Regions from separate parts of the Macaca mulatta genome. Here all the other regions are linked to region 2. A link is a contact called in public Hi-C data. All regions are on one chromosome and are shown on one strand. The core of a region is the stretch at or near the end of the contact, and the rest is flanking DNA. Distances in the headings are between cores, read along the strand shown. Region 1 holds the start of GPR179 (G protein-coupled receptor 179). Region 2 holds the start of EPOP (elongin BC and polycomb repressive complex 2 associated protein). Region 3 holds the start of ARHGAP23 (Rho GTPase activating protein 23).

What was found. A called contact is a pair of places that touch in the nucleus more often than the background predicts.
Region 1: a contact with region 2 is called in a Hi-C map of liver, with 3 times the contacts expected there. The contact joins the promoter of GPR179 here to the promoter of EPOP in region 2. A contact is called at or near these places in 2 of 14 Hi-C or Micro-C datasets (fetal cortical plate and liver).
Region 3: a Hi-C map of fetal cortex germinal zone shows a contact between it and region 2, with 2.3 times the contacts expected there. The contact joins the promoter of ARHGAP23 here to the promoter of EPOP in region 2. A contact is called at or near these places in 3 of 14 Hi-C or Micro-C datasets (fetal cortex germinal zone, fetal cortical plate and liver).

What each region holds. Positions count from the first base shown.
Region 1 is chr16:62,607,445-62,610,675 of T2T-MMU8v2.0, forward strand. GPR179 (G protein-coupled receptor 179) reads right to left here and starts at 1,621. Exons shown (of 11, transcript XM_001081991.5): 1 at 661-1,621. The coding sequence starts at 1,454.
Region 2 is chr16:62,954,163-62,957,550 of T2T-MMU8v2.0, forward strand. It overlaps EPOP (elongin BC and polycomb repressive complex 2 associated protein), which reads right to left and starts at 1,755. Exons shown (of 1, transcript NM_001193705.1): 1 at 337-1,755. The coding sequence starts at 1,755. The coding sequence ends at 616.
Region 3 is chr16:62,697,201-62,700,493 of T2T-MMU8v2.0, forward strand. It overlaps ARHGAP23 (Rho GTPase activating protein 23), which reads left to right and starts at 1,329. Exons shown (of 25, transcript XM_077971375.1): 1 at 1,329-1,413. The coding sequence starts at 1,351.

The DNA of each region.
Region 1 (3,231 bases), core at 371-2,870, 350 kb before region 2:
TTTTTTTTTTTTTTTTTTTGAGACAGAGTTTTGCTCTTGTTGCCCAGACTGAGTGCAATGGTGCAATGTCGGCTCACCGCAACTTCTACCTCCTGGGTTCAGGCTCAAGCGGTTCTCCTGCCTCAGCCTCCAGAGTAGCTGGGATTACAGGCATGCACCACCACATCTGCCTAATTTTGTATTTTTAGTAGAGACGGGGTTTCTCCATGTTGGTCAGTCTAGTGTCGAACTCCCGACCTCCAGGTGATCCATCCGCCTCGGCCTCCCAAAGTGCTGGGATTACAGGCGTGAGCCACCACACCCGGCTATACTGACATATCGCTACACACATGTGTATACCTGCATATAGATGTATGCTACATGTGTATACCTATTTGTATATGCACAGGCTCACAGACATTCCTGCATGTGCTCAAGCACATAAACCCAGATAAATATGGATTGATTTATACACATGTACACTCATACCTGTATGTGTTAATAGTTACAGATTCCCAGAGCCGACTGTGAGTACACACAGCTGAGTACAAACACCCACATCTGTGTGCCCTCCAGGCATGCACATGTTTGTGCCAAATGGTCCATGCACAGCTGAGGGGACCTGTACTTCCTTCTCCTACATCCCCACACACACATCAAATCCTGCACAAACCCACTTACCTGACCTCTGGGCTTAGGTCTGGCTTGAGTCCATAGAAGGTGGCAGAGAGTGTGATCAGCCAGCCAGGTCGGAGCCGTTCTTCCTGGCATTCCAGGAAAGGAGGAGACAGCCTCACCTGCTGTGTGTTCCCCACATATCCATCTGCCCGTGGCCACTTGGGGCTGCCAAGGCTCCCTAGGTCATTGGTCAACACCCGCTTCTTCAGGGCAGGGGTGTCCAGGTCCCCAGGTGGGTTCTCCTCCTGCACCCAGTTCCCAGACAAGTCCTGAAGGATGGTTTCCTCCCCAGTCCGGGTGGCCTGCAGGGCCAGCTGTAGGTGGCTGGCCCCTGGTGGAGGGTTAAAGGTCAGCAAAGCCCTGTACACCCTTGGGTCCCCCTCGGCCATGCTGCGGACCAGTGCCTGGTACCATTCCACATCCTCCTCCACACTGGACTCACGGATGTCGTTGGCTTGCAGCAGCATGTTAAGAAAATTGGCGGCCTGGGCAAGGGTGCCCGCTGCTCCCTGTAGGATTGGGGGGAGCCCTGGCATGGCTCCTGCCCCACGCGCTTCATAGCGCTCACTGCAATTCGCCTGTGACAGCTGCTGGGCATCTCCGGAGTAGAGATAAGTGAGGGCGGCCTCAGCCCCCTCTGGGGGTACCCTCATGGGCACAGATCCTGGCTTGACTTGGGAAGACAGAGGGGGCAGAGAGCGGAGGGGCCGCGGACCCCCCAGAGCCCAGTCACAGATGAAACAGCAGCCCAGCAGCCCCCATACAGTAGGGGGCATGACCGCTCCCCTGGTGCCCATCCTTGGGACAGCTCTCAGGACCCTGGGATCCAGGCTCAGGAGAGCCCAGGCAGAGGCTGGCTGCAGTCTGGGGGCTGTCTGCCTCCACGCTTCCTATGCTGGCATTCGCTTTTCCTCTCTCCCTCTCCCTCTCACGCTGGTGCTGGCTCGCCTGCTTTTTTCTTCTCTAACGTCACCAGCTGGCTTCTGGATGTAGGTATGAGGGCCCTGCCCCCTCCTCTCTCAGTGCGGCCCACTGTCTCAAACCTCTTAATCCTGGCACCCAACTCTTTCCTCCCCTCCTATCCAGTATCCAGGCTCCCTCCATCCCCCACCCACATCTGCTCCAGAGAGAGAGATGGGAGGGAAGGGGAGACGAAGGCACCAGTTGTGCTCTTTCTCCCTCTCTCCCTCCCTCTGCCTGCCCTTTGCTCCATTAGGAGAAATGGGCAAATCCAGGATGGGGCGCCATAGCAACCGTAGATGAGCTTGTGCCCCTCTCTCCACCCCTCTGCTCCACTCAAGCTCCTGGCAGCAACTGCAACAGGCACACTAAGGGGCCAAGCTGCATCTCCTGGCAGTCTGCTCTGGCTGCCTGCACCCCCGTGACCCCGTGCTGCTGAGCCGGGATTTGAGAATTGGGATGCCGAGGGTAGGAAAGACAGCCTAATAGTACCGTAATCGGTCTTTGTACAGACTGAGGCAGCTTATAAAGTGCTTTTCATGTGCTTTATCTGAATGAATCTTCCCCACAGCCATGTAAGGTGAATATTCTTATCCCCATTTCACAGATGCAGACACTGAGACTCACCCGAGGTCACAAAGCAGCTCACTCAGAGACTTACACCCAGAGCTCTGACTCCCCTACATTGCCCACCCAAACCACCACCATCACCATTACTCAGCCTCAGGGACTATAACAAAGCCTCCTTGCAGAGGGGTCAAGGGACTTCCCTAGAACCACAGTGGTGTTGTTTGTGACAGAGCTGGAGACTCCACCCAGGTGTCCGCCCCACAACCCAGGCCTCCTTCTGAACCGCAAAGTCGACAAGCACAGCGGCAATGGTGGCGGGAGAGAGGCGGGCATGGAGAAGACAGTGAACACAGTTTTGCCTCTACTTCTTAAACCTTCATTTTGTCATTCTAAGTTCTACCTTTTTTTTTTTTTTTTGAGATAGATTCTTTCTTTGTCCACCCAGCTGGAGTGCAGTGGCGTGATCTCGGCTCACTGCAACCTCTGCCTCCTGGGTTCAAGCGATTCTCCTGCTTCAGCTTCCTGAGTAGCTGGGACTACAGGCATGTGCCACCATGGTCGGCTAATTTTTTTTTTTTTTTTTGTATTTTTTTAGTGAAGATGGGGCCTTCACCATGTTGGCCAGGCTGATCTCGAATTCCTGACAAGTGATCCACCTGCCTCAGCCTCCCAAAGTGCTAGGATTACAAGTGTGAGCCACCGCACCTGGCTCCTTCTCCTTTTCTTCATGAAAACTGTGGCTACTCTCTCTTGCTTTTTCCTGTTTTCTTACCCCTCACCTCCTTTCTGCAGCTAGGCACAGTAACTGGGGGGCCCCGAGTCAGTGCTGTCTGAGCCAGCCTCCTTGGATCCGGAAGGGCATGGATTCTTGGGGAAGCCACAGAACAAAGCTCCTGCCTGCCCACCCATCACTTTTCCATCAATGATGGGCTTCCTGCTTCACGAGGCAATCTGGCCCCGCAGGCACAGGCCATCTCTTGGCTTCTTCCCTTCGAGCCCCCTCCAAACCCCCAATGTCTTGAACCTTTGATGTCCAAGATCATT
Region 2 (3,388 bases), core at 505-3,004:
AGGGGGCCTAGAAAGGGGACAGGAAGGGGGTGATCTACCTCTTACCCAAGCTCCCTCACCCATTGAAGGCTCCAACGGTGCTTGGAGCGTTAGGGAAGGCCTGAGGGGAGCAAAGGGTTAAAGGCCTGGACAGTGGGGGTGGGGGATGCCCCCAGGGAGCTGCCAATCATCTCCCCACCCCCACCGCAGCCCCCGCACCCCAGGCTCGCCCACAAACACAGTAACAACCGTTTTGTCCATCACCGAGGTCTCTCTCCTCTTTTTTTGGGGGGGTGGGGGCTGTCTTTGAGCGGTGGCCTCCTTTGCTCCCACTGGGGTGCAGGCCCTGCCTCCAACGGTCCGAGATGGAAGGGGGCAGGGATTGGAATCTATGTCATCAGCCTTTCTTGCTTAAGCCTTCTCCCGACTCCAGCCCTGGGTTTCTTTGCAAAGGATGAGGGGGAGGGACTGTCACCCCGAACACTTAGGTGCTTGAAGATCACTGTCATTTAGGTTCCTCTGCCCACAGCTCCTAAAATGTAAAGGAAGGGGACAAATGTGAGAAACGGGGCTCTCTCCTCAAGCCCGCGGTTTGGCCATGGTCCCAACTTTTCCCCTTTGGCAGAAGTCCCACGGTCAGCTTTCATCCATGTTGATCCCCCAGAATTTGAGGCCAGGGGGCTCAGGGACAGCGGGACCCCCCATCTGCCACCTCCACAGCGGGTGGGCGGGCGGGGGCTTAGAGTCTCCCTGGAGGCGAAGCGAGGATGCCGGCTTTAGGTCTCCGTCTTCCCCGACCACCAGGGCCGGGGGGCAGGGGAAGCAGTTGAGGAGGCTGAAGGTGCTCGTGGTGGGGAGCGTCGGTGCAGGGCGGCGGGGCTGCGCGGTGCGCGCAGGGGGCGCCGGCCGCCGGCGTTTCTTGGCGGCTCCCCGAGCCGACCCTTTCGCAGGCGGCCGCTCTGGCCCCCGGCGCAAACTCGGGGTATCCAAGGCGAAGCCCTTCGCGTAACACCAAAGTTTCGATCGGCGGATCAGACGATCGAAATGTTCCTGGCGGAGATCTCCAGGTGCGGCCGGAGCCGGGCTGGCCGTCGAGGGGCTGGCCGCTGGAGCCTCGGGGGCGGCCGGCTGGGGGTTTCCATCGACTTCGGCAGGCTGGCCGGGCAGGAATGGCCCCGGCGCCGCCCCGGGACCCGCGGGATCGGTGGAGAGGCCCGCAGGTGGCGACGGAGGTTGGGAACTGGGCTCATGAGGCGGGCTGGCGGCTGGGCCACGCTGAGGCTCGAGACCCGGGGCCGGGAGAGGCAGGGCCGAGGCGAAGCCGGTCGTAGATTCCCGAGGGCGCGGGGGCGCTGGGCAGCGGCCCGGAGGTGCACAGGAGCGAACGCCGAAGTGCGGGAAACCGCCTCCGCCCTCTTCCTCTTCTCCGCGGCGGGGGCACGCTGCAACGTCCGCATCCTCGCTGGACGCGGTGTTAGGAACGCTGGGCCGCCCGGTCGGTGCCCAGAGGTGCTTCAGGCCATCCGGGGCCCAGCCGCCAGGGCGCAGGGGGGCGTGAGGGCCCCGCAGCACGGGAGACCGCGCCGCCAGCTCCCCAGGCCCCGGGCCCAGAGAGGACGCCCGGGGCTTGGCAAGGGCGCAGAAGGCGAGGGCACGCAGGCACAGCGGAGAGAATTCCTGGGTCCCCCGACACGGCTTCCGGGGCGTGGGAGAGCAGGGCGACCCTCGCGGGGACGCCGGCACTGCCAGGCGGGGTGCGGGGCAGAGGGTCTCCATGGAGCAGCCTGAGGGGTGCCCACTGAGGGGGTCCAGGTCCCAGCGGCGGGATGCCCTGGCTGCCCGAAGAGCCCACGGGCGAGGGGAACATCGCCCCCCGTCGACGGGGAGGTCTCTGCTCACGGGCGCCCCCGGCCCGCTACCCAGGGCCGCAGAGCTCGGGCTCCCTCTTCGCTCTCCTCACGCGGCCCTCCCGGCAGCCGGACTCCTGGGTCCCTGTGAGTCCCAGCGGGGTCGGCCGCCCTTCTGCCGCCGCGTCCCCTTCGCAGCCCCGGCGGGAGACCCTCTCGAGTCGCCCGAAGCGCAGAGGCAGGGGAAACAAAGCGGCCTGCGGCCGCGGGAGGCGGGAAGGACCCCGGGCCCGGCACCCGGTGCCCGGGCCCAGGCGGCGGGGAGGGCGCCTTCCGCCTGCTCGGTTTCTTTCTTCCCCGCTGGCTCCCGGAGACCGCGTTATAGAGAACTGCCCCCTCGCTGCCCCAATACCAGCGCCGGGGCCGCGAGCCCGCCGCTGATTGGGCCGCACCGCCCGTGACGTTAGCCCGGACCCCACCCCTCCGGCGGCGCCGCCCCCGTCCCCATTCCGCACACAGACACACACACGTGGACCCGGCGCGGCGGCGGCTGGGAGGGAGCGCGGGAGGGAGCGTGCGCGGGTGGGATCGCTAGGGGCCAGATGCGCCGCCGCACGTGGCCCAGTGGCGTCCTGGGATTTCGTCGTCGGAAAGCAACTTGTTTTTTCCCGAGCAGTCTGGGTTTTGCATCTGTAAAATGGGACGCTTCATATCTGCCCTCTTGGGACTAAAAGAGCTATGTGAATCAACGTAGATGAATATCAGAAATAATGTTTAGGGGAAAGATGAAATGAGGCAATGGTTGTTTACAAGCTTTGCACAGCAGGGATTCTAGCGGGCCGTGAATGGCCCTTAAAACAGTACGTGGCACACAGCAGGCTCAAAAAATGCTGTAATGTATAAGTAGTTAAGAACTCAGTAGTTATATGCAAGATGAACAAAGAAAAAAATAAATTTGGAAGGGTGGGAGTGTTATTACACCCATGGAAGCCGATAAATAGGCTGTCTCAGTACCTATTTCCATTTCTCTGATGCAGTATCTAAATACTCCGCCTCAACTAAATTCAGAGTGCTGGCTCTGCAACCCCTGACCCCCAATCCCAGGATGCTCCGCTCTGAGGCTTGATCTGCCAAACAGGTTGAAGAGGCCACAGGAGGGCACGCACAGACCCTCACTCTCATATCCCCCAAGGAAAATAAAGAAAAAGTGAATTTCGGCCGGGCGCGGTGGCTCACGCCTGTAATCCCAGCACTTTGGGAGGCCGAGGCGGGCGGATCACAAGGTCAGGAGATCGAGACCACGGTGAAACCCCGTCTCTACTAAAAATACAAAAAATTAGCCGGGCGCGGTTGTGGGCGCCTGTAGTCCCAGCTACTCGGGAGGCTGAGGCAGGAGAATGGCGTGAACCCGGGAGGCGGAGCTTGCAGTGAGCCGAGATCGCGCCACTGCACTCCAGCCTGGGCGACAGAGCGAGACTCCGTCTCAAAAAAAAAAAAGAAAGAAAAGAAAAAGTGAATTTCCAGTACAAATTCTGCAGCACACACGCCCACCCTGTTCTATC
Region 3 (3,293 bases), core at 79-2,578, 260 kb before region 2:
CCGTAGAAAGAATTTTCTAGCTATTTTCTAGAAATGAAGGACAAGGCCAGGTGTGGTGGCTCACACCTATAATCCCAGCACTTTGGGAGGCTGAGGCAGGCGGATATCACTGGAGGTCAGGAGTTCGAGACCAGCCTGGCCATCCTGGTGAAACCCTATCTCTACCAAAATACAAAAGTTAGCTGGCGGTGTGGCATGGGCCTGTAGTCCCAGCTACTCGGGGAGGCTGAGGCAGGAGGATCGTTTGAACCTGGGAGGCGGAGGTTTCAGTGAGCCTAGATCTTGCCACTGTACGCCAGCCTGGGTGACAGAGTGAGACCCTGCCTCAAAAAAAAAAAAAAAAAAAAAGAAAGACAGACAGAAGGACTGTCCCTCCCTAGACTGTCAGGAGTTGGGCTGGAGGGGGTCCTTCTGGGGGACAAGGAAAGAAGCTGGCTGAGGACCAGAGCATCTCTTTAGGCCGAGGTCAGAGTGAAGCCAAGAAGGGTGGCTGTGGGGTGCTGGTGACTGGGAGCCTCTGCTGTCACTGCTGTTCACTGCATAGCAGGACTGTGGGCTGGCCCCATGGCCTGAGCCCCGAGACAGGCTGGGTGGGGGTCAGAAGGTCTGAGGCACCTGCCAGCCTCTTCTATCCTCGACTCCCCTGCCTCTCTGGGATCCTGGGCTGAGACTCTGGCTGGAAGGGGCTTACCCTACACTGAGGGGCACCCTGTCTCCCCGCCCCCTGCACTAAATCTGCCCTCGTGTCTCAATGTCTAGGGGTCTCTAAAGGGAAGAAGGCCTCTAAGCCTTTTTCTGTCTCCCCCTCTTTCTGATCCTGGGTCTCCTCATCTTTGTTTCTCACCTTTTCTGCCTCACTCTGCGCTGTCTCTATCTTATCTCTCCCTTTCTCATTCTTTCTGGGTCTCTGGATCTCTGTTTCTGACCATCTCTGGCTGGCTGTTTCTCTTTGCTTCCCTCTCCCTCCCTCCCTGTCCCTGTGCTAGTTCTGGGTTCGGTGCCCTTGTCCTCTTTCCTGGGCCTGGATGGCCCTCTATCTGGGCCGGTCCCTTGGAGGCCGGGAAGGCGTCTCCTGGAGACCGCCTCTCTCCCCAGGCTGGGTTCTGACGTTCAACTCTCAGGCAGCCCTCGTCCCTGCCTCAGCCCAGTTGCCGGTCTGTGGCCCTTGAGCGAGGCCACTGGCTCACCCCGAAGGGAGCGCGGGGTGGGTGGTGGGAAGGGGGAGGGGCGAGGGGGCGGACCCCGGGGGGGAGCCACACCGCGCTGGGCCCCGCCCCCGGCCCCGCCCCTCCCGGGTCCCTGCCGGCGCCCCCAGCAGTGCCCTGGCCACAGAGCCGCCGCTGCCACCCGATGAATGGAGTCGCCTTCTGCCTGGTCGGGATCCCGCCCCGCCCGGAGCCCCGGCCCCCACAGGTGAGGACGCTGGGCCAGGGAAGTGGGCGGGGCCGGTAGCTGCTGGGGAGCGGGCGGCCAGGCCGGGGTCGCTGCGACCCCGCTCGCCCTGCACAGCCTGGGGCGCACGGTGGGAGCGGGCACCGCGGGCACCGCTGCGGGGAGCTTCAGCTGGTGGCAGGCCCGGGAGGGGGCCCGAGCAAGAGCTGTCCGGGATAGAGGGGCGGGAAGGAGGAAGGTAGGCAAGGGGCCGGGACGGGCACGGGGCTGCCAGGGCAGGGGGCACAGACCCGGGTGGCGGTGCCAGGCCCCCAGCGGCTGGGCAGCGGGGGCGGGAGGCCCGCGGCTTTTGTCCGGGTTTGTCAGGCGGGGCGCCTGCCGCCGTTTCCTCTGCCCGAGTTTTCGTTTTCCGTTGGCGAGGCCCGGCACAGCTGGAGGGAGAGGGAGTGGGGGAGGGGGTTCCCGTAGCGGGACGTCCTCCCCCAAGGCGTCCGAACACCCCCTCCCCGCGCCACACTCGCCCCCTGCTGGGTCGGACTGCGGGACGGGTTGCCAGGCACGGTTCCGCCGCCCTCCTGGGTCCTGGGGAAGTTATAGACACAGGCCTGGGACCCCCGGCTCTGCCGGCGCGGCTGCCCTCCCCTTTGCACTCTCCGACCGGCTGTGGGTGGGTCAAAGCGCGGGGTGCCAGGGGCATTACTCAGCGCTGGGCTGCTCTGCTTGGGTTCTTTCATCTGCCAGCTGCTGAGTCTGGGGAGGGGCCAGCAGGGGCCTCCCGGCCCCATCCCCCATTAGGGTCATTCCCTTACCTCTGAGCCTGGCTGCCCGCCCTGCAGCAGCACCCCAGCAGGCCTCCCTGCTCCTAAGTTGAAGGGTTGAACACTGTCAGGTCAACAGTTTCCCTGAGCTCGGAAAAGAAATTCCCTGAAGTCCAGGTTGAGGTCAAGGCCTGGGCTGAGGCCTGTTCCTCTTTAGACAGGGCTGAAAGACTTGGGGACTCTCCTCCCCAGCTTTCCAGGCAGTGTTGAAGGTGGGATCTGCTGCTTGCAACTCTTTCAGAGACTGGTGTGTTCCTTGGTTGCTGGACGTGTTCAGTTCTCCCTCAATCTGCATCTCTCCCGGACTCCCTTCAGCCAAAGTGTGTTTCCTAATTATGAACTTGAAATTCAGGATGGACGGGGGGTGGGGGTGGAGGTCATTAAGCATGAGTCCCTTGGATTCAGTCCCCCACCAACAACACATACTTCATCTCTATCCCCTGCACCCCTCTCTGTCTCCACCCCAACCCTGAAGCCTAGCTGGGGGTGAGTGGCTTTTGATCCCATGTAGTTCTCCCCTCTGCCAGGGCAACAGACCCCGTTCCCCAAAGTGACGGCTCTCACTGCCATGTACTCATTGGCATGCGATTTGAATCTCGATTATATAACCAGTCATTTCACCTCCAAAGGCAGCCCAAAGGTCCCCAGCCCCAGTGTCTTCCACTTGCCCACAGTGTGGTTGGGTCCACCCCAAGGTGGCTGGGAATTCCAAGATCCTGCACCTGAGGCCCTGACCTCTTCTTGGGAACCGTGGGAGCAGTAAATCCTCTACATTCAATGCTGGATTCAAAGGCCTCAATAATAATAAACAGGAAGAATGGGAGTGGGCAGGGTAGGTGTTGGTGTCCCATTTCACAGAGAGGGTCTGAGCCTATGTAGTGAGGGTGCCCAGGCAAGAACCCAGGACGCTTGAAGGTAGTCAGGGCACAAGATGAAGCTTGGGGAGTAAAGCTATTAGGAAGGTGTCTGACTACAGCAATGGGTCAGGCTTGCGTGGATCCCAACCCAAGCAGAGAAGGACTGGATGGGGGGAAGAGACCCCGTGCTTGTGCCCCTCTCCTCGGGCTGACCTTGGGCTCATGG